7 separate regions of the Mus musculus genome follow, and all the other regions are linked to region 4. The links are chromatin contacts, called in public promoter capture Hi-C maps. All regions are on one chromosome and are shown on one strand. The core of a region is the stretch at or near the end of the contact, and the rest is flanking DNA. Distances in the headings are between cores, read along the strand shown. Region 1 holds the start of Ndufa3 (NADH:ubiquinone oxidoreductase subunit A3). Region 2 holds the start of Kmt5c (lysine methyltransferase 5C). Region 3 holds the start of Cnot3 (CCR4-NOT transcription complex, subunit 3). Region 4 holds the start of Rps5 (ribosomal protein S5). Region 5 holds the start of Brsk1 (BR serine/threonine kinase 1). Region 6 holds the start of Ube2s (ubiquitin-conjugating enzyme E2S). Region 7 holds the start of Ppp1r12c (protein phosphatase 1, regulatory subunit 12C).

What was found. Promoter capture Hi-C pulls out the DNA fragments that hold promoters and counts their contacts.
Region 1: a contact with region 4 is called in a promoter capture Hi-C map of cranial neural crest. The contact joins the promoter of Ndufa3 here to the promoter of Rps5 in region 4. A contact is called at or near these places in 1 of 39 promoter capture datasets (cranial neural crest) and 1 of 484 Hi-C or Micro-C datasets (B cells).
Region 2: a contact with region 4 is called in a promoter capture Hi-C map of pre-B cells. The contact joins the promoter of Kmt5c here to the promoter of Rps5 in region 4. A contact is called at or near these places in 2 of 39 promoter capture datasets (cranial neural crest and pre-B cells).
Region 3: a promoter capture Hi-C map of second pharyngeal arch cranial neural crest shows a contact between it and region 4. The contact joins the promoter of Cnot3 here to the promoter of Rps5 in region 4. A contact is called at or near these places in 5 of 39 promoter capture datasets (cranial neural crest, frontonasal cranial neural crest, maxillary cranial neural crest and 2 more).
Region 5: a promoter capture Hi-C map of second pharyngeal arch cranial neural crest shows a contact between it and region 4. The contact joins the promoter of Brsk1 here to the promoter of Rps5 in region 4. A contact is called at or near these places in 2 of 39 promoter capture datasets (cranial neural crest and second pharyngeal arch cranial neural crest) and 1 of 9 other capture datasets (pancreatic islet).
Region 6: a promoter capture Hi-C map of pre-B cells shows a contact between it and region 4. The contact joins the promoter of Ube2s here to the promoter of Rps5 in region 4. A contact is called at or near these places in 3 of 39 promoter capture datasets (cranial neural crest, maxillary cranial neural crest and pre-B cells).
Region 7: a promoter capture Hi-C map of second pharyngeal arch cranial neural crest shows a contact between it and region 4. The contact joins the promoter of Ppp1r12c here to the promoter of Rps5 in region 4. A contact is called at or near these places in 3 of 39 promoter capture datasets (cranial neural crest, pre-B cells and second pharyngeal arch cranial neural crest).

The regions. Positions count from the first base shown.
Region 1 is chr7:3,615,529-3,619,143 of GRCm38.p6, forward strand. Ndufa3 (NADH:ubiquinone oxidoreductase subunit A3) reads left to right here and starts at 1,845. Exons shown (of 4, transcript NM_025348.3): 1 at 1,845-1,879; 2 at 2,089-2,163. The coding sequence starts at 1,870. Oscar (osteoclast associated receptor) reads right to left here and starts at 629. Exons shown (of 5, transcript NM_001290377.1): 1 at 513-629. The coding sequence starts at 549.
Region 2 is chr7:4,738,562-4,742,332 of GRCm38.p6, forward strand. Kmt5c (lysine methyltransferase 5C) reads left to right here and starts at 1,566. Exons shown (of 9, transcript NM_146177.2): 1 at 1,566-1,678; 2 at 3,219-3,420; 3 at 3,561-3,726. The coding sequence starts at 3,311. It overlaps Gm24537 (a small nuclear RNA gene), which reads left to right and starts at 271; the gene lies at 271-372. Gm42369 (a long non-coding RNA gene) reads right to left here and starts at 1,519. Exons shown (of 2, transcript XR_881802.3): 1 at 731-1,519; 2 at 429-641.
Region 3 is chr7:3,643,400-3,647,161 of GRCm38.p6, forward strand. Cnot3 (CCR4-NOT transcription complex, subunit 3) reads left to right here and starts at 1,870. Exons shown (of 18, transcript NM_146176.3): 1 at 1,870-2,185. It overlaps Gm15927 (a long non-coding RNA gene), which reads right to left and starts at 946. Exons shown (of 6, transcript XR_003946711.1): 1 at 854-946; 2 at 415-770.
Region 4 is chr7:12,921,059-12,924,846 of GRCm38.p6, forward strand. Rps5 (ribosomal protein S5) reads left to right here and starts at 1,253. Exons shown (of 6, transcript NM_009095.2): 1 at 1,253-1,330; 2 at 1,915-2,023. The coding sequence starts at 1,916.
Region 5 is chr7:4,688,717-4,692,315 of GRCm38.p6, forward strand. Brsk1 (BR serine/threonine kinase 1) reads left to right here and starts at 2,212. Exons shown (of 19, transcript NM_001003920.3): 1 at 2,212-2,499. The coding sequence starts at 2,364.
Region 6 is chr7:4,810,315-4,813,972 of GRCm38.p6, forward strand. It overlaps Ube2s (ubiquitin-conjugating enzyme E2S), which reads right to left and starts at 2,026. Exons shown (of 4, transcript NM_133777.2): 1 at 1,849-2,026; 2 at 1,095-1,242; 3 at 108-298. The coding sequence starts at 1,851.
Region 7 is chr7:4,499,528-4,503,342 of GRCm38.p6, forward strand. It overlaps Ppp1r12c (protein phosphatase 1, regulatory subunit 12C), which reads right to left and starts at 2,153. Exons shown (of 22, transcript NM_029834.3): 1 at 1,739-2,153. The coding sequence starts at 2,071.

The DNA.
Region 1 (3,615 bases), core at 595-3,094, 9.3 Mb before region 4:
AAGAGTTGGTTTTTACAAAGCCCTTTGTGGACTACCGTCTCCCCTCTAAGGAGCCCTAGACTCTGATTACATGAAGCCTGCCACCGTCTTTTTTAGGATCAAGCAAAACTCTGTACTTCCATTCCCCATACTTAAGAAGCTGCTGTCTGACCCAAGAGGACAGGCCTCTGTTCCCCACCTTTCCTAAGAACAATACTTTGCTCCTTGGGGTTTCTCTGCCTTGGGGTTTGAAGGTTTAGATGCCCCCTCCCTCCAGCACAGTAGACTTGCCCATTTACCATGAGAACTGAATACATTCTTTGACCCCTAGATATCCCTTACTCTCCTCTGCCTGGAGATCCAGAGAAACCTATGCTCACCCCCGACCCAGCAATCTGTCTTCCCCCGTTTAGGACTCAGGTATCTGGGTACCAGTCCTGATTCCTTTTTCTAAATTGGATGTTGAATTCCATATGAACAGATATAGCCCTCAGCCCAGCCAAGGATCCACACACAGGGGAGGGACAGCTCACAGAGAGTCGACAGCTGGAGTATCAGCGACAGGACCATGGTGGGCACTCTCCGTGGAGCTGAGGAAAAGGTTGACCCTGCCTTTTTCACTCTGAGGAAATGAAGCAACACCAGAAAGCCATGTGAGAGTCCTGTTTAGGGAACAGAGGAGTCAGGTGGAGGCTCCTGGGTAACTGTGTCATAGTTTCATTGTCTTGGAAAAAGTTGCAAGATGGAACAGTCATAGCCTCTGGTGTTCTTTAATTTAACTTAAAAGTTGGGGAGGAGGGCTGAGGACGTTGTCGCTAAGTAGAAGACCACTTGCCCAGAGTAGCCTCAGCACTGAGGAGAGAAAGGAAAGGGGCAGGTGGGAGGAAGAAAAATGGAAAAGAGGAAAAAAACAACAACAACAACAAAAAAAACAAAACAAAAAGGTAGAAAGGGAAAAAGAAGCTTGCTGTACAATATGTACTATGCCGGTAACAAGAGAAGGCTCAGACTCCATTACTGCTCTCACTGTCCAGTCCAGATATGTTAATTTTTTTAAGTGATGTGCATTATCTTAGAGGCTCAGGCTTGTAATCTCACCAGCTTGAGAAACCAAGGCAGGAGGCTGTCAAGTTCAAAGATTGCAGGGCCAACTTGAGCCATTTAATGCCCTGTCTCAAAATAAAAAGTAATGAAAGGGCTGAAAAATGTGGCTCAACAATAAAAGATATGCCTAAAATCCACCAGCAGGGACCTGGGATAGTAGAATCTATCAGCAAGTGGACGGAGGAGTGGCTCAATCGGAGATGGGTAGCCTAGCCTGTCCTGGTTTCAGTTTTCAGCACTAAGGGGCAGATGGAGGGAAAAGCCATGATCTGCATGCTAGTAACACAAAGCACAGGCAGTCCTTAATATATTTGGGATTAATTTAGAATTTCCAGAATGAGCTTATGTCTAGATGTGATCTCAATGTAAAGCTGACTTTTTTTTTTTTAAGGTTTATTTATGAGTACACTGTTGCAGTCTTCAGACACACCAGAAGAGGGCGTCAGATCCCATTGCAGATGGTTGTCAGTCACCATGTGGTTACTGGAAATTAAACCTTTGGAAGAGCAGACAGAGCTCTGAGCCATCTCTCCAGCCCAAAGCTGACTTTATTACAGGAGAACGTTATGTTACTTCTCCGATGCATTTGCTGAGTTATAAACTATAAGAAAATGGTGAGGCCAGCAGGTGTTCAAGGTGGTTTAAATCTTTCAGTCCTCTTAAGCCTCACTCCAGAACTACAACTCCCGAAAGGGTCCACGTCCTCGCCCAAGGGGCGGGGCCTCACGCAAGGAGAAGGACCACAACTCCCAGAGAGCTCCGCTCCTTGTCGCCGCCAAGAACAAGATGGCCGGGAGTAAGTACAGGTTTGGAGCTCGCGGGGATCAAGTAGTTCCAGGAAACTGTGGGCTGATCCGTGGCTGAGTCTCAGTGGAGCCTTGGGGACCGGTAATCCGTCCCAGAATAGGGGCGCGGCAGTCACGAGGGTGCAGAGCAGGGGTGATACGAGAGTGTTAGAGGTCACCGCAGTAGTCCCCAAGGGTGACTGTCTTCTCACCTCTCTAGGAATCTCTGCCTTCCTCAAGAATGCCTGGGCGAAGGAGCCGGTGCTGGTGGTGTCCTTCTCTGTCTGGGGCCTCGGTGAGTGCCCCCTTCCCCGGCGCGAAAGTGCATCCTCCACCCGGAAGTCATCAGCATTCCACGGCACAGTTTCATCTCGCATCCCCTTGCCAGCCATATCCTGACATTACTGTCGCTCTTCCCTCACCACACACAAGAGGTGCACATTCAACTCAGTTTGACTCTGTAGGCAGAACTCCTCGGCGAAGTCTGACTTATGCAAATCTCTCAGCAAGCCTCCCACCTTGCAGTGGGACAGGGTTACTCACAGTTCTGATGCATTGAAGCCCGGGAGATGGAGGTGACCTGTTAAATTTTCATTCTGAAAGTCTGGGGTGAGGCCTTGGATTTGGCAGCCATCACAGTACCAAAATTGTCAGTATTGCTGGCCTGGAGTGTGACAGAGAAGTTCTAAAACCCACCACCAGCTATCTACCACCCTGACTTTCAAAGACCTAGAATGCTCTAATGTATGTGGTTTTAATTGATTATATGTTGAAATAGTGATTTAATGTATACTTGGTTCGTTCTTAAAGTTAAAATTACATTTTTTAAGGTGTGTGTGTGTGTGTGTGTGTGTGTGTGTGTGTGTGTTGGCTACCAGTTGGGTTTGGGGGGTCGGAGGACAACTTACTGGAGTCAGTGCTCATTCTGAGTTCCAGTGAGCAGGTAATTTTAACTATTGAGCTCTCTCACCACACTAAGGTTAAAAACTTCCTTGAACTGACTTCTTCTGAATCTTTTCAGTTTTCTTTTTTATAGAGGATACAAATCACTTAGCTCAAGTGGGCCTCAAACTCACAGCAGTCTGCCTTGGGTTCTTATGTGTTGATATCACACGCCTGAGCCACCATCCCTGCATATCTTTATTTTATTTTATTTTAATTATTATTATTATTATTTGGTTTTTCGAGACAGGGTTTCTCTGTGTAGCCCTGGCTGTCCTGGAACTCACTCTGTAGCCCAGGATGGCCTCGAACTCAGAAATCCACCTCTGCCTTCCAAGTGCTGGGATTAAAGGCATGCGCCACCACTGCCCGGCACGTATCTTTTCTTAAAAATGTGTGTGCGCCTCTGGAGGCAAGAAGAGGACGTAGGTTCTTTTTCCTTTGGAGTGGGAGATATTAGGCATTTATGAGCTGCCTGACATGGCTGCTGCGGATTGAACTCAAGTCTTCTGGACGACTAGAAAGTACTCTCCTTACCTGAAGAGCCATCTCCCAGCCCCCTCAGCTTTTACACACTATGTTATCTGTGTTTCTGTATCCACATATGTGGGAGTGCTCACAAAAGCCAGATACGTTTGTTGGATGCTGTGGAACTGGAGTCAAAAGGTGCTAGGAGCCAAACTCTGCAAAGCAGCAAGTGTTCTTAATTGCTGAGCCATCTCTAGCCCCTTAACATGTGTAGTTTAAGATGTGAAATTAACATGTGGTTATTAACTTGTATCAGCAACACTAACCTGATACATTC
Region 2 (3,771 bases), core at 316-2,815, 8.2 Mb before region 4:
CCCTTAAATATATTTTTATTAGCCATTTGAAAATCTCATATAATGTGACAGCACCCAAGGACGATATAGTCATCCTAACCCGGAGAGCTGCTTAGGGTAGGGAGCTGTCTTAGAATTTAGGAGAGAGAAGGGTGGTGAGGCATGGACCTCAGACACTTGAAAGTATATCAGTGTATGATATTTGCTTTGTAGACGCAACCATGAAGCTGTGAGTTGGCAAAACCCCAAGATCACAGAACGGTGCAAAACTTCAGCCTCCTTAAAAACAAAATGTTGCAGCAGCACATATACTAAAATTGCAGCGATACAGTGAAGATTTGCATGGCTCCTGTGCAAGGATGACGAGCAAATTCATGCCTGATCTACATGGTGAGTTCTAGGACAGTCAAAGCTCATGTCTCAAAAGAGAAGCTACTATGATTTAATCAATTGTGTGTGTGTGTGTGTGTGTGTGTGTGTGTGTGTGCGTGCGCGCGCGCGCGCGCGCGCCTTGGCATGAATGTGGAGGTCAAGGACAACCTTCAGGAGTCGGTGCTTTCTTTCCATTATGCGGATCCTGGCTATGAGACTTGTGGGCAGGTGCTTTTACACACTGGGCCATTTCAATGTCCCATCTCACTTCAATCGGTTGTTCCTTCAGTCTGTAGTAACAAAACATTCTGTGCTGTAGGCATTATCCTAACCCACCAAATAGATAACTCAGGAAAGACAAAAACAAAAGTAAGCTTACTTGTTTGGACGTAATTATGATATCCTGCTAATTATACTTGCAGGATTGAAGAGGTGGGTAATCTTAATTAAGGGGTTTCCCCAGGGGAGTGCCCCATGAATCAGAGCTTGTCTTCTAAGTCCCAACTTCTCAGCGTCGTCTCTTTCTGAACTGTTCACAGGCAGGACAAGAAAACTTCACAGAGTTCTTGTAGGTACAATTTTCCAAAGATAAGGAATACTGGGAAAGAGAAAAGATCTTCTTGCTAAGCAGGGTTGGCACTGAAGTTTTGTTGCCATGGCAACCAATGGTCTCCTGGGGCCGGGAGCGCGATGGCGCGTGTGTGCATTCACCTCTTTCCTTCCTGGTTCGCTCAGGGATTTTGCCCCACTTCAAGCTGAAAGAAAGAGAATAGAGCTCCGGATTTAGGGTGATGGGCGGAGGCCTTAACGAATGGAAGCGTGGTCCTGTCCAAGGCCAACCAATAATATACGAAGTTTGTCTCTGACAGAGCCCTCCCTCTTTTCACTTGGACCTGAATAACCTGACCCAAACAGAGTTTCTGTTGGAGCGACGGCTCTTTAAGCCAATGAAAGCACTGATTTGGGACAGTGCAGAAGAAGAGGCGGGACAGATTTTTATGGCAACGCCTGAATGACAGCGACCCGAGCCATTGGCTGTAGTTCGCTGGATTTATTGACAGAGTGGGCGTGGAGGGGTTTTGTCAGGGCACCGACTGGGGCCAGAAGAGGCGGGAAAAAGAGAGCAATGAGAGTCAGCCAATAAGAACAGCGCGAGTTTCATAGCAACGGAAGAGTGACGGCGGGTTGGGCCAAAGGAAGGTTAAGCTGTTTGTTACGCCGGCCGAGGGGAGGCGCGGCGGCTGTGTCGGACGAGAGCCGGAGGAGGCGGTGGGTGGAGGTGGCGGCTGCAACGCGGGTTCCTGAGGAGAAGGAGGAGGAGAAGCGGGTGAGGGGCGGCGCGGGGCCCGACCTCTGAGCCCCCTCTTGGCCCCCGCCCCGCGCCGCCCGGCCTCCCAGTCACCCCCTGAACCGGCTGTCCCCGGGCCCTTCCTCGAACCTTGCGGTCCAAGTCTCCAGCCCCGCGGATCTACGCGCTCCTCACTCGTACCCTTCCCTGCACCCTTGGAGCCCATGCAGACTCCTCTCTCACTCTCAGGACTTTCCTTGCACCTTAGGAGTCGCTCCTTGCCCCACCAGGGCCCATCCCCACCACCTTTTCCTGCATCGTAACCTACCTACCCTGTCACACTCAGGGCACTTCCTGACTCCTGTCTCACTATCCTGGTCTCTGAGGCCCTTCCTCTGACTCTCTGTTTCCCCAGCCCCCTTCTGCAACCTTCCCAGGCTTTAGTTAGCTACTTAGCGCCCTCAATTCCCTCCTCGAACCCGTAGGATCTTTCAGGTTTCCATCACTTCAAATCCCCCAGGATTCCCTCAAACCCTGCTTGGAACCGCTAAGCCCTTCCCTTGGACCCCAGGCATATCTACCCTTTGGATTTCGTGGGCTCCTCCCTTGCAACCTCAGGTGCCTTCTTCCCCCCACCCCCGCCAATCCTGACTTCCCTCCATCTTTCTCTCCCCTTTCTCTCCCTTCACATCATACTCCCTACACCTCACTTTGTCTTTTCCCAGCTTCCAGGCTTTTTTTCTAAGCACCCTCTTCATTTAACCCAGACCGTTTTTTTTCCAGATCTTTCTCCCAGAGTGGCGGAGTGTGTCTTGCCACACTCTGCCTTCTTGCTCTCTCCCAAAGCGCAGAATTGTCAGACACACCACAGTGAGGGTACTGGGTAACCTGGCCCTCCATTTTATTTGATTTGGTTTTCTGAATCTATTTTTTTCCCCTCTTTGCCTCCGACCCTTTGTTTTGACTTGTTCCTCCTCTCCTTTCTGTTCCTCCCTTCTTCCTGTTTTTTGTCCTCTGGCGGGCTTCCCTTTTGCTGGAGTCCTCGGAGAGGCATTAGGGACTGGATCCTTCTTCCCCTAATGGCTGCCTGGGCTCCACCCACAACCTTTTGACCACTCCCCAGAGGAGGGTGACCTTGGAGGGAGGTGCTGAGGACGGGAGAATCAGCCTAGCAGGGGGTCAGCAAAGGCAGGCCAGAAGCTCCTATGGAGTTCCTTTTCCCCTTTCCCTTGATGAGAGCCCAGCTATCCCAACTCCCTCCTGCCATGCTAAGCCTTTGGAGTTATCTCAGGCAGTTAATTAATCTTCCTTCCGCCTGGGTACACAGGGACCTGTCTCTTACATGTGCACTTGGCAAAGTGGTCTTTGTGTGTGCTGACATTCGAGAAAGTGTCCATGTCCTGGGAAGGTAGTGTATGTGATTGGGGGACATGCATCTGTTTTGCAAGAGGGGAGGAAATACTTACTGCACAGGAGACTATTTTTCTTAAGGTTTCCTCACTCGAAAGTACCTGTTGGGTGTCATTCTTACATAGAGTCCCATGAAGTCAATATTGATTACCCCCGTGCTCTCCTGCAGATAAGCAGGCTCTGGGGCCCACAGACACCCCATGCAGCGCCTGAGCGGCACATCCATGCTCTGTGCCAGAGCAGCATGGTTTTTAAAGCACCATGGGGCCTGATCGAGTGACAGCCCGAGAACTGTGCGAGAATGATGACCTGGCCACCAGCCTTGTTCTTGACCCCTACCTCGGCTTCCGCACCCATAAGATGAATGTCAGGTGAGGGGGAACTTGGGGGTCCTGGGTCCTGGACCCTTTCTCTTATGTTTTTACAATTCTCAGCCTGGTCTCCCTGAAGCTTCGGGTGGGGGCCAGGAGGCCTGGAAGTCCCTGGAACCCAGGCATACCCTTTCTCCCAGTCCTGTGCCCACCTTGCGACGACAACACCACCTTCGTTCAGCACTGGAAGCTTTCCTAAGGCAACGGGACCTGGAGGCTGCATTCCGGGCCCTGACGCTAGGAGGCTGGATGGCCCACTACTTCCAGAGCCGTGCCCCTCGGCAGGAGGCTGCTCTCAAGACCCACGTGAGGGAGCCCATGCCCCAGCCTGCCCTGCACAGTGCTCTCTCC
Region 3 (3,762 bases), core at 620-3,119, 9.3 Mb before region 4:
TTCAGGGAAAGAATAACTAGTTTCCAACTCTAGCTGTTGATGTAATTGTTCTAGCATAAGTCTTAAGTATCTGGATTCTACCTCCACCAACTCCCCCGGTGATTCTAAAGTGCAGCTCAGCCCGAGAATCATAACTGTTTTTAAGGCCATTAGTATATCCTGGGAGCTTGTTAGAAAAAGCAGAATTGGGGACCGCCTAGATAAGAAGGAAGCTGCATCTTAATAATTTGGCAGGGATTCCTGATAGAGCTAGAAGCAGTTCCCCATTCTTGGGCCCGCATGAAATAGCAAAACTGAATGAATAACAAACTCGAGAGAGTGTAGAAGCTGTTTAAAAAATCTGGACAAACACTGGTCCCTAGGTTTCACCTTCTTAAGTCTATGTGACCCTAAGAATATGCATCTAAAAATTACATAAATGTGTGAGCTTAAGTGCACCAGCAGATGCCAGCTGAAAGAGTCAGATCTGGAACTGAAGTTACAAGCATGCAAGCCACCCTGTGGGAACTGGTCCTCTGCAGGAAAATGTTCTTAACTGCTGAGCCATCTTTCCAGCCGAAGAATATGCCTTTTTATAAGCCATTTTTTCTCTCTTGCTTCATGCCATTCTGATGCGGTGAAATGCACGTGCACGTTCTCTTCAAGTGTGGATTTATCTTCTTTTCCTCCACATAGTAGGCAGAGATAGATCGAGTTTCCCCAATTCATGAAAACGTGGTGCTCACGTTTGCAACCTAGTCAGCAAAGGGCTATGGAGTGCTTCATGGGTACTAAACAACGAGAAATCCAGAGAGTGAGACTCAAGTATGTGTAAAAACGGCAGGAATCAAACAAAATTAAACCAGAGGCTCACCTAAGCACTCGGCAAGGGTGGTCGGAGAAGTTTACTCCTTAAGAAGCATAGCAGAACTCTAGTGAGTAGTCATTACAGATGTAACCGAGGTAGGGCAAAGCGCAGTTTCCTCTACAGCTGGAGTCCTTGCAACTCCAGGGAAGGTCCCAGTCTGCTAACTTAACCAGAGAAACGTCAGTCCCACGCCTTGTGTTTCTCAGTCGCTTCTGCAATGTTCCTGATTCCTTCTTTCTTTCTTTCATCCTTTAGAAAGCACTGAGTTTTAGAGATATACCAAGCAAACGCGCTTGGGGAATAACTACGAGGATCAGATAACAGCCTAGACAGGCAAAGGAAGGATGCTCCGACAACCACACCTGTCGGCAGGTTAATAGCTACCCTATTGGCTAACCGAGGGAAGGGGCGGGGTGTTTGTCTAGCTCCTCCCCTTAGGGCTGGCGGCTCTTTTGATTGGTAGATGACTTGGGTTTACTATCCCCAACCCTCTGGCACCTCTCCGTCTCCCACTAGATAAGCTTCCTTTAACACTCACACGCTATGCTTTTTGTCGTTTTCCTCTACCCACATTCATAGCTAACCAATGAGTTCAGGGTAGAATACACCTCGCAACCAATTACAGCTGCCTTTAAACTTGACGAGTAACTTCCCGCCCCTCACCCTGACTCCTCCCCGCTGCCAATTGATTTAGGGTAAGGGGGCGGACACATCCAATCAGCACGACACAGGCTTCCTGATTGACACCCAGGTCCTCGCGCTGGCGTGTTGTGCTCCGAGGAGGGGAGGAGGAGGAGGAGCTGGGAAGAAATACCCGAGCCAATCCAAGCAAGCTGAGCGGGAGGCCAATCGAACGCCGCGCCTTGCCGAGATCAGCCAATCATAATGAAGAGGTTGGCCTCATTCTCGCTAGGAACCAATGGGGCGCGCCTAACGGCGCAGAGCGACGTACTGCGGGAGCAATGACGGACCTATATTCGGGGCTCGGGGGCGGGCCGGCGCCAGAGAGGAGAAGAGAGGAGGGGAGGCCTCCGCCGCCGCCATCTTGGACCGGGCCCGTTCAGCTTCCGTGGAGCCGTCGGCAGCCGCTGCCGGGCCTTTCCTTGATCCCTGAATCCCCTACTCGGTCGTCTAGAACAATCCCGGGCCCACTTCCTCTATCAACAACCCAACCCTACTTCCGGCTTTCGCGCCCTCTTATCGCGATAGCGCCCGGGCTCGGGGCGCGAGGAAAGAGGAAAAAAAAAAAAAAAAAAGGCGGCGGGCGGGCGCTCGCCTCTCTCTCCCCCCTCCTCGCCTGTCGCGATACGCTCCGCAGCGGCGGCGCCAGCTCCTGCGGTGAGCGTCAGGTTCGACTGGGCCGGACCCCTTTCCCTCTTCCCTCAGCTCCATCGGCCGACTTCTTGCTCCGCGACCCTGCTGCCTGTCGCGACACGGCCTCAGCTCCCGCCGGGCCCAAGCCGCGCGCTCGGGCCCAGCTTCGGCTCGGGCGGGCGGGGACCCTCTCCTCTCTCTGTCCTCCCGCGTCCGGACTCCCGCGTGGCAGAGCGCCGGCCCCGGGTGCGAGGTGCCCGTCCTCCTCCGCGTCTGGCTGGGCTTGGAGCGGTGGGCGCGCTGCGGGCCGCGGAGGGGTCTTTCTGCTCTGGGCGCGGGGCCCACTCCTGCAGTCATGCCTTCCCCGGGAGCTCCATTCGGGAGCGTTGCCTCAGTGCACCCGAAAGCTCCAGCTTGTTGGTGTCTTGATAGGGGGAAGCCTCTTTGGAAGAGATGGATCTTGTGGAGGAAAAAGTCCCCAAGACCCGAGGGTGCAGTTAACGTTGTGAGTTGGAGCCTAAGCCAAAGTTTCCACCTAGTCCTTACAGCTCTAGCAGTGAAGTCTCCTAGAGGTCCCTTTCCACCAATCTTCTTTTTAAGGAAGCATGGGGTTTGTGAGTGTGTGTGTGTGTGTGTGTGTGTGTGTGTGTGTGTTTTGTTTTAACACTCCCTCCCCAAACCTTGGATTCAGGACTGTACCGTATTGCTCACTTCCTGGCTTCACATCTTTTGCATCTTTGAGGTGGGGTATCAGTGGACTCTAGCTTTGGGGATGCAGGCTCCACTACGATGCACGGTCTGCCTCGGTGGGTGAAGCTTCCTAAGTGGTTAGGTATTGCTGTGTGTGGTGAGGACCGCTTAGCTTTTCTTTCTAGATCTGGGTCGGTGGAATGCGAGCTCCCATGCTTTCAGTTGTTGGTGCTCTTCTGTTGGGACAGTTGAAGCACTTCTAAACAGCTGTATCTCGGTTCCGGGACTGTCATCCCTCTTAGGATTAGCTTTCTGTTCTTTTGGCTAGGGGCTTCCTCACCGTCTCCCTTCCCCGGTCATCACCTGGACTGCCATCTCTCTGTATTTCCATTCTCATCTGCCCAGCCTATGTGGATATGTGATCTTTTATAATTGAAATCCACTGGGTGAAAGCGTTTCAGAGGTAGAATGGTCCATCTCACCCAACTGGCACCCTGTAGGACTGCTAGCTCTCCTCACCGGAGTCTTCTGCTGTGTAAGGGGTAGCCTTTCTCCCTGCAGTTGTGTTGTCTTTGTCGGGTAGGTGTTGTCACCTGCCAGGTAAAGTCCCTGCCTTCTTTGCTATTGGCATCATCCCCTTTCTTGCGTTTGAGATGGCCACACCACCTATGTACCCAGTGTGAGGCTAGGATACTCTTGGGTGTGGGTGCCCCTGGCTAGTGTGACTCCTCCTTTGTGGTTTTTCTGTGAAGTTATGGTTTCTTGTTCTGTGTCTGAGACCTGGGTGAGAGACCACTGTGGTCACTTTGCTTGGGACTAAAGAGCATAAGGGGTGACTTTTCAAGGTGTCAGTTTCTCCTTACCTTGGTTTTTGGGCCTCTCTAGGGGAAACAGTTACTTCTAAGCAGGGT
Region 4 (3,788 bases), core at 3-2,502:
TCTCTCCTCTCCCTTCCCTTCTCTCCTTATGTTTGTTGACACCTTTCCTCTCTTCTCTCTTCTCTTCTCTCTCCCTCCCTCCCTCCCTCTTTCCTCTTCTCTCCTCTCCCTTCCCTTCTCTCCTTATGTTTGTTGACACCTTTCCTCTCTTCTCTCTTCTCTTCTCTCTCCCTCCCTCCCTCCCTCTTTCCTCTTCTCTCCTCTCCCCTCCCTTCTCTCCTTATGTTTGTTGACACCTTTCCTCTCTTCTCTCTCTTCTCTTCTCTCTCCCTCCCTCCCTCTTTCCTCTTCTCTCCCTCCTCTCCTTATGTTTGCTGACACCTTTCCTCTCTTCTCTCTCTTCTCTTCTCTCTCCCTCCCTCCCTCCCTCCCTCCCTCTTTCCTCTTCTCTCCTCTCCCCTCCCTCCTCTCCTTATGTTTCATCCCAGCAGTTGGGAGGAGCAGAGGCAGATGAATCAGCCTGGTCTAAAGAGCGAGTTCCTGGACAGCCGGTGCTACAAGGAGAAACCCTGTCTCCAAAACAAACAAACAAACAAACCCACCCCTGGGGGTGAACCTGCTGGCAAGGTCTCTCCCTTATTAGTACCAAATCACTGGGATCTCAGATAAGTAAGTCACCTAGGAGATCCCCGGGCTGCCAACCCCTCCAGGACTCCCCTCTATGTATCCCTCCCCGGGGAGGTTCACGAATGGCGGTCGGAATCTACTGTCCGCGATTGAACCTGAGGAAAAAAAGCCCAGACAAGCGTGGCCAGAGTGATTAAAAAGGAAGTGATCCCATACCGGAAGCCTGGGACCCGCCGAGCATGGCTTGCGGGAGGGGAGAGGGTGGGGCCCGTGCTTGTGAACCCGGATCGGTGGTAACCACAGGACCCGACTCCATTATTTTGGTGAGAAAATGTGAGCCGAGCTGGTTGCCCTAGCTAAGAATCCACCGTCCATGGTTCCTGGGTTTTGCAGCCTAATTACGGAGAGCGTGGACTGGACGTCAGCACTACTTAGATATGGCGGCGTCGGTCTCACCAAAGTTTCTGCGCATGTGCGCCGACTCAGAAGCCTAGCTAGTACTTCAGAGGTCCGCCAGAAGACGGGCGTGGCGCTGTTTCTAAAAGTGCGCATGCTTTACCCGGCTCAAAGGGCGCCTCTCATCCTAGCGCTTGATTGGTTGGTGAGCACGCTGTTTTCATCTGCGCGTGCGTCTCTACCTCTGACCCGGAAGTTTTCGCTTTGCATAAAAGCGCTAGTCCGCTGCGCGCGGCCTCTTCCTGTCTGTATCAGGGCGGCGCGTGGTCCACGCCGAGCGACTGAGAAGCCCAGTCTGCGCCCTCAGGTGAGGCTGCGGAGGGACACGGAGTTCAGAAGAGGTGACCATGAGTGTTCTAAGGCACATCTGGGGGGCCGGAGGCCGAACCTGAAGCCTGGGCGTGACCGCTTGGATCTCACCGTTTCTCTGCGAAAAAGGGTGCCTAGGGAAACTCGGCACGGGCCGAGTTAGTCTTCGCCTCTTGTTTGCACTGTTTTGACTTCATACTTTGCACACACGGGACTCCAGGGAAATCACTTGGGTCATATACCATAAACATAAATCTAGGTTTGCTTAGTTTTGTGATGACTCTTTTGCTCAGTACACGTTCTAAGTGCACAACGGAAATCTGATGGGAGCTGATGAGTATACGGCTTCATGAACCATCATACTGTGGTCCATGTACCAGCTGATTAGCGGGGTGACTGCCGAGTTACTTTAGAATCCTGAGTGGTTTTCCTGGGTTTGGAGAGCTGTTCAAAGCTTTCTGGGTCTCCCCTTCATGTCCCAGTTTGCCACAAAGTGAGAGTTCGTCTGAAGAGTTTGGGGTCAGAGTGACTGCTCCAGCATGTCTAGGCAGTAACGGTTTCTTGCCATTCTCCTGTCCCCAGGATGACTGAGTGGGAAGCAGCCACACCAGCGGTGGCAGAGACCCCTGACATCAAGCTCTTTGGGAAATGGAGCACTGATGACGTGCAGATCAACGATATTTCTCTGCAGGTAAAAGGAACTTAATGATTGTTCTTTGTGATGATTTTTTTAATTGAGACCAGGTGTGGATGAGCTTCTAGTTCAGAAAAGGGCATAAAACAACCAGTGGATGTACAAGACAGGTAGAAGAGCAATAACTGGACAGCTACACCCACGCCTAATACAAACTGGCACTAAAAGATGTTAGAGTGTGGTTTTTATCCCGTATTTTTCTAATCGTGTGTCTCTTGAGACAGAGTCAGGGTCTTGCTGTGTAGCCCTTGCTGGCTGCCTGGAGCTCTTTGAGATCTTGCCTCTGTCTCCCATGTGCCACTACACCTGACTTGATGTCCCCTTTCGTTTGTATATTCAGTTAGTGGGTATCAATTGAAAAGATGGCTTTAGTCAACTGAACCATGTTGGCACCCTTGTCAAAAGCAGTTGGTAAGCTGCTATCAGCCTACAGCAAGAGGAATTTGAGTATGAGACCAGTTGGTGCTATGAATGTTCCCTGCTGCCCTCCCCTGAAAAATGTCAGTTGGCTATGGGTACTGTTATGGCTAAGTTAGTATGGGAGCTATTTGCTTTGCCCTCATAACCCATTTTGAGGTAATCTCATATAGCTGAGACTGGCCTGAAACCCTGTCTAGTGGAAAAAGCTAATATCTGCATTCTGTCCCGAGTGCTGGGATTGAAGGTATATATCACCATTCCAAGTTTATCCCACTACTTGACATTGAACCCAGGGCTTTTTACAAAGCAAGCACCCTACCAACTCAGCTATATCTTTCGGCCCAGTTGTCTATTTTGTTCAAAGGAATTAAAGTATGTCTACTGTCTGTAAAGATACCACAGAATGAGCTTGTAAGGTGGTTCAGCCTATAAAGACAGTTACCACAAAGCCTGACAATATAAGTTTAATCCTTTGAATCCAAGGTAGAAGAATAGAACTGACAGCTGCAAATTGTCCCCTGACTTGCGTACATGCCCAAAATAGAAGGGAAAAAGAAACAGCAGGACCTAGGCATTAATCTAAAAGATTTTCAGTCTTGTCTAGTGAGTGTTTAGTTTACTTTGTGAGTTTATTTGGGGAGGTCTGCAATCCTTTTTGTGTTAGCGATTAGAGCCAGGGCTTTTTCACATGCTAGGCCAACACACATTGTTACTGAGACACAGTGTGTACACACTTCGAACTTCTTAGGCAACAGGTAGGTTAATAAATGTGGTTTTGTCTCACAGGTGGTCCAGAATAATCTGTCAAGTGCTGGTGTGCTGCCAAGTGTCCTTAAACTACACAGGACAGCCCTCCCTTCTTTGAGGAGTCCCAAGTGTCCTTAGCATCTTGAATCAATGGTGTGTGCATTTAAGCCCAGCACTCTGGCAGATCTCTAAGTATAGGACCACACTGTACTACATAGTGAATTCCAGGGCTACATGGGAGACTCTTTAAAAAATATCCATACTGAGCCGGGTGTGGTGGCGCACGCCTTTAATCCCAGCACTTGGGAGGCAGAGGCAGGAGGATTTCTGAGTTCGAGGCCAGCCTGGTCTACAGAGTGAGTTCCAGGACAGCCAGGACTACACAGAGAAACCCTGTCTTGAAAAAACAAACAAACAAAATATATCCATAGTAACATTTTTTTAAAATAATGTAGTTATTTTTATGTGTAGTGATGTTCTGTCTGTGAGGTTGTCAAATCTGCTGAAGTTACAGACAGTTGTGAGTTGCCGTGGGGGTTCTTGGAATAGAAGTTGAGTTCTTTGGAAGAGCAGTCAAAACTCTGAGCCATCTCTG
Region 5 (3,599 bases), core at 962-3,461, 8.2 Mb before region 4:
TTGCTAAACTCACAGAAGTTTGACCATATCTGCATGATGAGTGCTGAGTTTAAAGTATGTACTCTGCTCTCAGTTACAGATCTACAACATCCTGGTGTATCTTGATTCCAGCCTAGTCTATATAGTGAGTTCCAGGACAGCCATGGCTACACAGAAAAACCCTGTTTCCAAAAACAAACACCCAAGGTGGAGAGCTCATGAGGAAGGACACTAGAGGCTAGCCTTTGTCCTCTACAAACATTATGCGCTCGTGTGAACTCACATCTGCACACACACATACAAATAATAAATTACAGATGTGGGGAGAGTAACCAGACTACATTATAGACATGTGTGAAATTTTTTCAAAACTATGTATTTTTTTGTTTTGCTTTGTTTTGTTCGTTTTTTGAGACAGGGTTTTATTGTGTAGCCATGGCTGTCCCGGGGAGGAATTTTGTAGATTTAGCACCCTGCCATATCCTTACCATTCAGAACAGTGTATGGCTCAGATTTGATACTGAAATGAAGATGGCTTGATAGGCTTACCACTTCAGAGGAGCACCAATTTGCATTGGTGCACCCTGTGAGAAACTTGGGGATGGAATGGATGCCTAACAACTTAGGGTGCCTGCCATAAAGAAGGCTATGGCTTATATGGAAGCTTAATAGGAACCAGATTCCTCATGGCTGAGTGCAGACCTATGGTCCTCCCACGGAGGCACATGGATTATACTGAGGCCTACCTGAAGTTTACAGGACTTAACAAGCAAACATTACACATCCAGCCTGCACTGGGATCTATCTGCCTACCTATCAAGGTATAGGAGACATTAAAGCATGGTGGTATCGGACTGTTTTTAAACAATTTTAAAGGAGTTGGAAGAAATATGCATATGGATAACTGTCTGTGCATATGTGTACCACGTGTACTTTGATCCCCGGAAACCAGATGGAGTTACATACAGCCATGAACTACTGTATAGATGCTGAGAATGCAAATCCCCAGTCCCTGGGAAGCAGCCTACTCTTCCTAACTGCTGAATCATCTCTCCAGGACTGTAATTTCACACTTGAGAGACAGAAGCAGGAGGATCAGAAGTTCAAGGTCATCTTCAGCCACATAGTTTGAGGTCAGCTGGACTTTGTCTTAAAAAAAAAAAAAAACAAGAGCAGAACGTGGAGCCCTGATAACGGTGGGAACATAGAATTAGCCCAAGGAGTACACAGTGTTGACCTTAGAGGACATAGAGAAATAGATCACACTTAGGTCTCCAACTCCCCAAAGTCCTTCCCTTTTCTATCTTTGTCTCTTTTATCCTCTGCCACCACCACCACCCACACACACACTCCACAGTCTGTTCCCATCTAAGCCCAGCATCATTCCCTCCTGTGAATATATGGACCCTTGACAGTCCTTATTTCTCTTTGTCCCCCTCGCTCTACATCTTCCTTTGCATTTCTATCTCCTCATCCCTGTCTGTTGTTTGTCTCCTATCCCTGTCTGCCCCTTTCAGCTCTTTTTTGAGGGGGTGGGTTGAGGGGGCGTTCTCACGTAGTCTAGGCTGTCCTCAAACACACTTTATAGCTATAATGGCCTTGAACTCTTAATTCTCCCCGCTCCGTTATTACCTCCTTCACTCCTCCACCCTGTCTCTGATATTCTGCATCTTCCCATCTACTAATGTATGTCAGACTTCTCTTTGTGTCTTCATCTCTGCTTGTCTAATACTGGTTCTGTATCTCTCTCCATCCTTCCCTCCATCCTTTCAGGCATCCCTCTCTCCTGCAGCATCCTTCTCCTCCAGCATCCCTCCACCCATCCATACATCCCAGCATCTTCCCACCTCCTCCCCGTCCGTCCAGCTTCCAGGCCCGCCCCCTGCCACTCCCCCTCCCCCTCCGAAAGGGTTAACTGTGGGGAAGGGCCGGGAGTCCCCGGATGGTGATGTCAGCGTGCCGGAGAGAAAGGACGAGGTGGCGGGGGGAGGCGGAGAGGAGGAGGAGGCGGAGGAGAGAGGGCGCGTGGGGGGGCGGGGGGGATCTCGGCCTGCAGCATCCGCCGGCCCCACACTTCAGACCCCCCCTGCAGGGGGAGGCACAGGAAGGGGGGGGCCGGCCAGGGACGGGCTGGGGAGGGGGGGCCGCGCAGCCCCCCCCGCCATGCTGATTCCAGGGGCCTGACCCCCCCGGCAGCCCCCCCTCCCCCAGCTCTGCGGCCCACCGACTGGGGGGGCCAGCCCAGCCCCCTGGGGACCCCCGGAGAAGTGGGGAGCAACCGGGGGGGCCGGGACGGAGGTGTCGCCGGCCCCCACCGGAGGAACGGGGCGACGGGCCGCAGGGGGGGCGGCCGGGGGACCGGTCGGGCCGGGACCAAGGGCACCATGTCGTCCGGGTCCAAGGAAGGTGGCGGGGGCTCCCCCGCCTACCACCTCCCACACCCACACCCACACCCACCCCAGCACGCCCAATATGTGGGCCCCTATCGCCTGGAGAAGACGCTGGGCAAAGGACAGACAGGTGAGAACCTAAGCGGACACCTGGGGCGGGGGCGGGGTGCTGGAAGGGGCAGAGGGCGGGACCATGGATATTTAAAGGGCAGACCCCTGGGTCCCTCGTAGAAAAGGGGCTTGGGTCCTGAGTTCCAAGTGCCCACGGTGTACGGAGTAGAGTCTGACGTTGGGGCCTTGAGATGGCAGGGGTCTGAGACTTGTGGGTTCCAGGGAGAAGTAGGGGTCTGGACTACTGTGGCTCAAATAACCCTATTGGGGCAGATATTGGAGGGGCTTCAGGAAGCTGTGGGGAAGTAGGCCCATTACGGGTGTGGGACCTGGGCTGATTCTGCAAGCTGAGGCAGGCGGGTGCTGCAGTACAGCCGCAGGCAGGGTGGAGGTGCAGGCTGGGTGGAGGTGCATCCATCCCGAGAGAGGCTGCTATCCTGTCCCTCTTATGCTCAAAAGCGGTCACTTGCGCTCCGTGCAGCAAGCTGGAGCCCTAGGGTGTGAGGTCGACTACATTCTCTCCATTCTGCAGTGTGGAAATAGAATGGAGAGGTGGACTGTAGAAAGCTAAGCTCCCAGCCAGAAGTGGCCCTGGAAAGCAGAGTTATCTTTGATTGATGCTAAAGGCTGAGTGTGGCCACAACCATCTTCTTCTAGGCAGGGGATCGAGGTGAACTGAGGGATGACCTCCAGTGTTCTGGGCTGTGGGTTCTGGGTCCCTATGAAGTTGAGTTCCAGGCCTGAGATAGGAAAGGGAGGTCAGACCTTTATATCCTGGTAGTAAGAGTGTGACGTGCTGTTGACCTCAATTCTTGAACTTTGGAAGGAGAAGGGGCCATGTACCTGCACTGCTGGGCCTGAGGGACGAGGGCTGGGGCCAAGACTACTGGGTCTAAGGACGGAGGGGTAAGATCTGGGTTCCTGGGACTGAGAAGAGGCACCTTCCATAGCTGAGCTCTGGATCTGAGGAGTGGTCAGGGAATACGCATGCTTTCTGACCATGACAGCTTTTTTTTTTTTTTTTTTTTTTTTGGTTTTTCGAGACAGGGTTTCTCTGTGTAGCCTTGGCTGTCTTGGAACTCACTTTGTATGGGGAGGCTTGGGAAAGAAGAAAAATTG
Region 6 (3,658 bases), core at 776-3,275, 8.1 Mb before region 4:
TCCATTATTTCCCAGTAAGGCTGGAAACTTCATTTCTATTTGACTTTGTCTCCTACTACTTCAGTTTATTTTTAAACACTAGATGAAGTACCATGGCTGAAACTCACCAGCAGCACATGTCGTATGCCCAATTCAGCCGTCCAGTCCCTCTTGAGCACATTGACACAGATCTCGCCATTGGGGCCCACATTTGGGTGGAAGATTTTAGTCAGGAAGTAGCCCTTGGGTGGGGAGGCAGGGAAGTCCTTCCCCAGTAGGAGCTTCATACGGAACAGACCTCCAGCATAGGGAGTCCCTTCTGAAGAGGAGGAAAAGGGGCTGCTTTATTATATCCTAACATCCTTCAACATTGCCACTCTTCAGGACAAAGGGACCCAACCCACCAACTTTTCCTGTAAACCATTTTCCAAGCCTTTCCCCATCCTCATGAGAGGTGTGTTTTCATTTACCTACTTGCTTGGGTCAAGTGGTAATCATAGATGGTCTACACCTGGCAGTTGCTACACTAGCTAACAGCAGACCAGGCAGACATATTGCACACCCTCAGCATTATAGGCCAGTCACCTGATTTTGAAACTGATTTTAGCTGACTATATAGAAATTCAGTTGACAAATGAGGTCTGAAAAATCTAACTGGTTTGCTTAAAATATGCAAATCAGCTTATTACCACCAGTTTCCCCTCACAATGCTTTTTGTTTAGTCTTGGGACATTCGATTGATTAGTGTTTCAGATCCCCTGGCATACATTTTTTTTTTTTCTCTTCAAGACAGGGTTTCTCTGTGTAGCCCTGACTGTCCTGGAACTCACTCTGTAGACCAGGTTGGCCTCGAACTCAGAAATTCGCCTGTCTCTGCCTCCCGAGTGCTGGGATTAAAGGCGTGCACCACCACGCCCAGCTACACTTTCTATTTCTGCTTCACTTATATGCATCCTCACGTCTCTGGAAAGTAACACTTGACAGCCTTAATGCAAGCCTAAGCAAAAGGCCACATTTTGTCATAAGCACCTGAGAGGCTGAATCCTATTTGTCCCACAGCCACAAGACAGAAGAAATCTGGTCAAGTGGCCCCTCCCTTCCGTGCTCACACTCACCAGGGCCCTCGATGGTAACCTGCAGGTCTGTGAGATCCTCCTCATTGGGGAAGACTTTAATGCCATCAGGTGGGTCTGCCGTCAGTGTTGTCACCTCCTTGTACACTAGGCGGATGATGTGGGGCGGCAGATTCTCCACATTGGAGTTCTAGGCACGGAGGGAAAAGGAGAGTGAGCAGCCTGAAATAGCTAGGATTAAGGTGGGTGGATACCAGAATCCAGACTTTAGAGGTCCGAGGTTGTCAATCACTGCCTGTCAACTGGACCTAAGATGCTTCTGGCTTTTGCCCCATGGCTGACCGGGACGGTGTCTCAGAAAAAGCTTCTACGTGGCTCAGCGTACCCGAACCTACCCAAAGCGCTCGTTAAGACGCGCATGGGTCCACTACTGGTTCCAGGTGGGCCTGAGGCCTAGCCGGAGCCCTTCCCCTACTTAGGCTTGAAACAACCCCATCAACCGCCGCCCCCCCACACACACCAAAAAGAAAAAGGCTGGACGAAATGGCGGCGGGATGTCTTGCTCCTTAAAACACCCATGGGCGGGCCGCAAGGCGCCCAAAGCCCTCCCCAAGGTTCCGAGGGCTGCCTGGGCTCCCGCACCGTTTGTTGAAAGGCCCTGGGGCCGACTCCTGGCTCCGGACGTTCAGCCATGCCACCAAAGCACTCAGAAGCTGGCCAGAAAACACTTGGGACGCCGCAGTCGCCTCCTCTGCCCGAGTCCCCAACGGCCCCTCGGGCCTCCCGCGTCACTCACCATGACTTCAGCCGGCCGGGGGCGGGTCCCCCCGGCCCCCTTCCTGCACTCCTCGGACCGCCGGCCGGGGCGGGGGGCCCAACTGCCGGCCGCTGTGGCCCTAGCGAGGCCCCCGAGGCCCCACTCCGCTCCCACTAATTCCGACGTCCGCTACGAAACGCTCACAACGTTACGTCTGCTCCTCGGTAGAACCGGCCGCGCGCCCAACACCGCACTTTTATAGCTACTCGCAGGCCCCGCCCCCTCACGGCACGTCTCGACCGCGTACGTCAACGCGCACGTTGCTGGGCGGTCAACGCTCTTTTCTCTGTTCTTGTCAGAATAGTAGCAGAAGTTCGAACCCAGTTTGTGAGGAGTGCTATCACAATGAGGGCTCACGCCGGCTGAGGAGTTGACCTGGGAGAACCAAGCGGCTAAAAACCTAGAGCAGAGAGAAAGGGGGCGCCCGCCGAGGCGACGTGGCCGCTGATTGGACCGTTTGAATGAGACGCCGCCACGACTTGGGGTGCGCGCGCGCGCTCCGGCCTGGAGAAAGACGCGCACGCGACTAACGGTTAGGCAGGGGAAGGGGCGGAGCGAGGGAAGACAGGACTGGAGGGGTTAAAGGGATGACGGAAGGGGCCTTGACCAATAAACAGGGGCGGTCGTGATCTGGACTTGTGGGGCAGGTAGGAATTGAAAGCTACTAATGGGAAGCCAGCTCAGTGTGATAGACTCCAACCTCGACCAATGAAATGTCTCAATTTCTTTTGTGTATGCAAATGTTACGCTGGGAGTCTGGCGACCTCACCTGGAAGCCATGGAAGGGCGGAAGTGTGGACATAATTTGTCTATGGGGCTCCATTTTGTTCTGCGCTCCTGTTATGTGTTAGGAAGCCCTCAAAATCAGGTTGGTTGACTCCGAGGGCTTGGACTTCCTGATCCTCTAGAGTATGACTTGTGACTTTTGCCACCATTGTTTCTGTAGGGGTGCCAGAGGAAGAAGTCAGGGAAGTCTCACGTCCTTATTGAGAGCTTTGTGACTGACCTCCAGACCCCATAGACTTCTGTTAACTTTTTGAGAGACAGAATTTCATTACTGGCCTGGAACTCCTTTTTCCCCCGGGGTCGGGGGTTGTTGTTTTGGCTTTTCTTTTTTTAGATTTATTTATTGTTTTATGTAAGTACACTGTAGCTGTTTTCAGATGGTTGTGAACCACCATGTGGTTGCTGGGATTTGAATTCAGGGCCTTCGGAAGAGCAGTCGATGATCTTAACCGCTGAGCCATCTCTTCAGCCCTTGTTTTGGCTTTTCAAGCCAGGGTTTTTCTGTGCAGGCCTGGCTGACCTTCCTGAAACTCGAGCTATAGACCAGGCTGGCCTGAACTCACAGAGATCACCTGCCTCTACTTCCTGAATACTGAGATTAAAAGTGTATGCCACCATACCCTGGCCTCGTTCCTTTTATATCCATCCTCTAGCCTATGGGATAGTGCTGCCCACATTTAGGTCATCTCTTCCCTCACCCATAATTAACCTCCTGGTCCTGTCCTTACATATACTCCCAGAGGCTCTTACTAACCATGAAGTGTTAATCCAGTTATGACAGCATGGCAGAGATCTAGAGAGAATTAAACTATCTGCAGTAATCCCATGCTGGGGAGAGAACAGACTGAAGCTTTGACTGCAGAGGAGTAGGACCTCATCTCCCAGGAAGAGATTTCACAGTTCTGACAACCTGTCTCATAGCTAAATCTGCATAAGCACATTTCTTGAGTCTTGTTTCATGTTTTCTGTAAAATTGTAGCTTTGCTAGAGGGAAAGCAGAAAG
Region 7 (3,815 bases), core at 903-3,402, 8.4 Mb before region 4:
CCACTGGTCCCATTCCACAAGTAAGAAAGCTAAAGGACACAGAGAAAGAACACTCAAGATAAAAGAGACAAAGAACAGACAGGCAAACAGACATTAAGTCAGTACTGATTGACTGGTTTTGTTTTTGTGACTACGTCTCATGTGGCCGAGAATGGCCTCAAACTCACTCTGTAGCTGAAGCTGACACTGAACCTCCAATCACCTTGCTTCCACTTTCCAAGCCCCTGGTTTCCTGAGCTCTAAGTACCCACTCTACCACCCAAGCTACATCGCAGCCCAGGACGGATGGATTCTGGGTGTTTTTTCTCTACCTGCAAGTGTGAAAATTGAACCTGTCAAATACCCTCGCTCTGTTTCCCATCTCCACAGGCAGCAGGCGTCCCTTCCAGGATCCCCTCTGTTCCCACCAGTAACTGAACTACGGGATCCTAGCAAGAAGAGAGGACAACCCAGGAGATGGAAGTTGCCATGAAAGAAGCTGCCCACCAGAAGACTGACATTGGACCAACACTGAGACCAGGAGGGAGAACTGGGATGTAGGCTCTTGTGTGACTTATCTTGTTCTCGGTCATCCTAACTGAATAAAAGCATCCTGAATCCAGAAGAACCCAAGCAACAACACAAGATGGTCCTGACTCTCGGGCACAGAGCACTGGAAAAAAATAATGTGTGGAATAGGTTCTAGAATCCTGGGAGGTGATAGGGTGGAAATCTAGGAGAGAGGGCACACTTTTTGAAGAAGGACGTTGGTTGCCTAAATAAAGTCTAGGAGATGAACCAACAATAGGTGAAGTGGCCATGTAATTCCAGAAATAAGAAGGGCAGAGAAGGGCCTGGCATGGTGGCGCACGCCTTTAATCCCTGCACTGGGGAGGCAGAGGCAGAGGCAGAGGCAGGCGGATTTCTTAGTTGGAGGCCAGTCTGGTCTACAGTGAGTTCCCAGCCAGGGCTATACAGAGAAACCCTGTCTCGAAAAAAAGAAGAAGAAGGAGGAGGAGGAGGAGGAGGAGGGCAGAGACATAAGGACCTGCATTTGAGGATGGCCTGGGCTACATAGCAAGACCTTGTCTAAAGGAAAAACAACAAAACAAAAGGAAAAGTGGTCCAGCTCCTCGAAGAGCAAATGCCTACAAGTTTCCAGGAAGGCAAACAATGTAAACAGAGAAAGAGAGTTGAGGAGAAACTTCTATAAGAGGTGACAAGCTCCCCAAATTGGGGGGGGGGGGGATGAATTGATAATGTAATTAAGGACATGGGATTGTAGGTAAGAGAAAAGATTAAAAAAAAAAAAAAAAGCAAAGGATGACGCGACAGAGGAAATGCCTTTTCAAGGAAACAACGTGGTACACTGTCCTGAGGCCACAACGTACAGCACAAGTCACGGGAAGAAGAGGAAGGCACAAACAGGATGGACCTTCAAAGAAGTGACACTGAAGGACCTGGGCCTAAAGAGGGTCAAGTCAGAGTGCAGGAGAACGAAACCACAGGCCTGGGTCAGGAAAGACTTCAGCACAGTCAAACAAGTACCAGCTAGGAAAGGAGGAACCCGGCCAGCATAGGCACGGAAGTAAGCGATGCTGCAAAAAATGCACGGGAGAGAGATGACAGCACGAATGACAGAGAAGAGGCGGCCACAGAGCAGGCGGGATCCTCAGCGATGGCACAGTCGAGGGGAGGTGGATCAGGGCCGAGGAGGGAGGATGCCCGAGTGGCGAAGACGCGGGGCGGGGGCGCTGACCTGGTGCAGGGCGCTGATGCCATCCGCGTTGGTGGAGTCGAGCACGGCACGGGCAGGCGGAGGGACGGCGGGGTCGGACGCAGCGCCGGAGCCGGGACCGGGATCCGCTGCGCGCAGCATCAGGCGAGCCTCGTCCAGATCGCCCCCCGCGCAGGCCGCCAGGAACTCAGCGGCGCGCTCGAAGCGGACCGTGCGGGCTCGCCGCTCCCCGGGGCCCGGGTCGGCGCCCGCCCGAGCCCCCCACTGCCGCAGCTGCTCCTGCCGCCGCTCACGGGCGGCCGCAGCAGCCGCCGCCGCCCCCGGGCCCGCTGCCGGACCATCCTCGCCGGACATCGCGCCGGCCGCTCGCCCGCCTACTAAGCGAGCGAGCGAGCACCGGGCGACGAACAGCCGCCACCCGCCCGCCCCGGGGGCCGCCGGGAACCGCCGCGCGACAAGCACCGCCCAGAAGCTCGCCCAGCCCCCGCTCGGTATATTGACGTCACGGCGCCGACCCAAAGCCCTCTGGGTAACCGAGTCCCGCCTGAGACTTGCGTAGCTATCGCTGGGGGCAAGGGCCTAAAAAGAAGCCCCTCGTAGCGAGCTGGGAAGTGGAGTTTCTCCCCATTGAGGAGCCTTGCATAACTTGAGCAGATAGGTTAGAGAATGAGGCAGCCGGCAGGCCGGCAGAAGTGCTGGGAAATGGGTTCTACAAGCGGAAGTCTTCGCTAGACTCGCTATATATCCTGAGGCACGTTTAGAAATCCGGAGCTGGAAGGGGTCGAACGAAAAACTCAAAAGGCACGCCCTCAATCCCAGCACTTGGGAGGCAGTGAGTTCGAGGCCAGTCTGGTCTGATCCTGGTCCTGAGTTCCAGGACAGCCAGAGCTACACAGAGAAACCCTCTCTCGAAAAAACAAGCAAAAAGAGAACTGCCTAAAGGAGGACATGTCCCTAGGGAGTGCTGGGAATCTGGGTAGAGCGGCCGGACAGGCTACTGGGGCATGCTGGGAAATGTAGTGTACTTTGTAAAGTGACTACCCCAAGGCGCATGGGAAATGATAGCGGATAGCGGATCCTGAGAGATAGAAATAAATTTTGCATACTTTTTACGATTTGTTTTGAGATAGGATGGCGCTCGAACTCATTAATAATGCCCTTGAACTTCTGATCTTCCTGTCTCCATCTCCTAATTGCTGGGATTACAGGAGTCTGTTTGTTTGTGTGTGTGTGTGTGTGGGGGGGGGGTTATTTTTGTTTTGAGACAGGGTCTCAGTATGTAGCCCTGCCTGGTTTGAAGCTCACTATGCAGACAGAATGGCCTCGAACTCACAAAACTCCGCCTCCTCCTGCCTCTGGAGTGATGAAATTAAAGGAGTGCCACCATGCCGTACTTGTTTTGGTTTTGAATCTGTCCCTCTCCCATCGGCTATAAGTAAACTCGATTTGTTTTCTTTGAGACCCTCTTAGTCCTAATGACTAGAACTAAGCCTGAGAGTAGGCAATAAAAAATATTTCGAATGAATGAATGAATGGGCTCCCTAAGGCATCAGGTAGACCAAGGGCCGACGGGAAATTGAGTTCTCAAACAAGATTAAAGCTTGTCACCGCCAAACTCATCTTTTAACATGGCGATAAAGTTCCCGAGCAAAGTTCAAGGAAATCAGATAACATAGGGCAAGCTGGGAAATGTAGTCTCAAGGCCACGCCTCCAAAGGGTTCAGCTCCAGACTTCCAAATATGTCTCAGAATGCAAGGTACCTAAGAAGTCAGTTTCCAGACCAAGAACGAGCCCACGTTTTCTAGTGGTAATAATTCCCTGAGCATACCAGAAAGAGGGCCCTCAAACATGACCAAAATAACCACATACTTTTCTTCAGCCCACCTGGGGCTGCAAAAGACACTAGGAATTATAATTCAGATTGTATCATGCTCTCTGGGCCTGATTTTGTTGTTCGGTTCTTTTTTTTCCTCCCCCCACCCCCTTTCGCTCCGGCCCTGCTCTCTCCAGCCCATAGGTTTTTTGTTTGTTTGTGTTTTGTTTTTGTTTTCTCATTAAGGAAGGTTGTGAGCCACTCAGTGGTTGCTGGGATTTGAA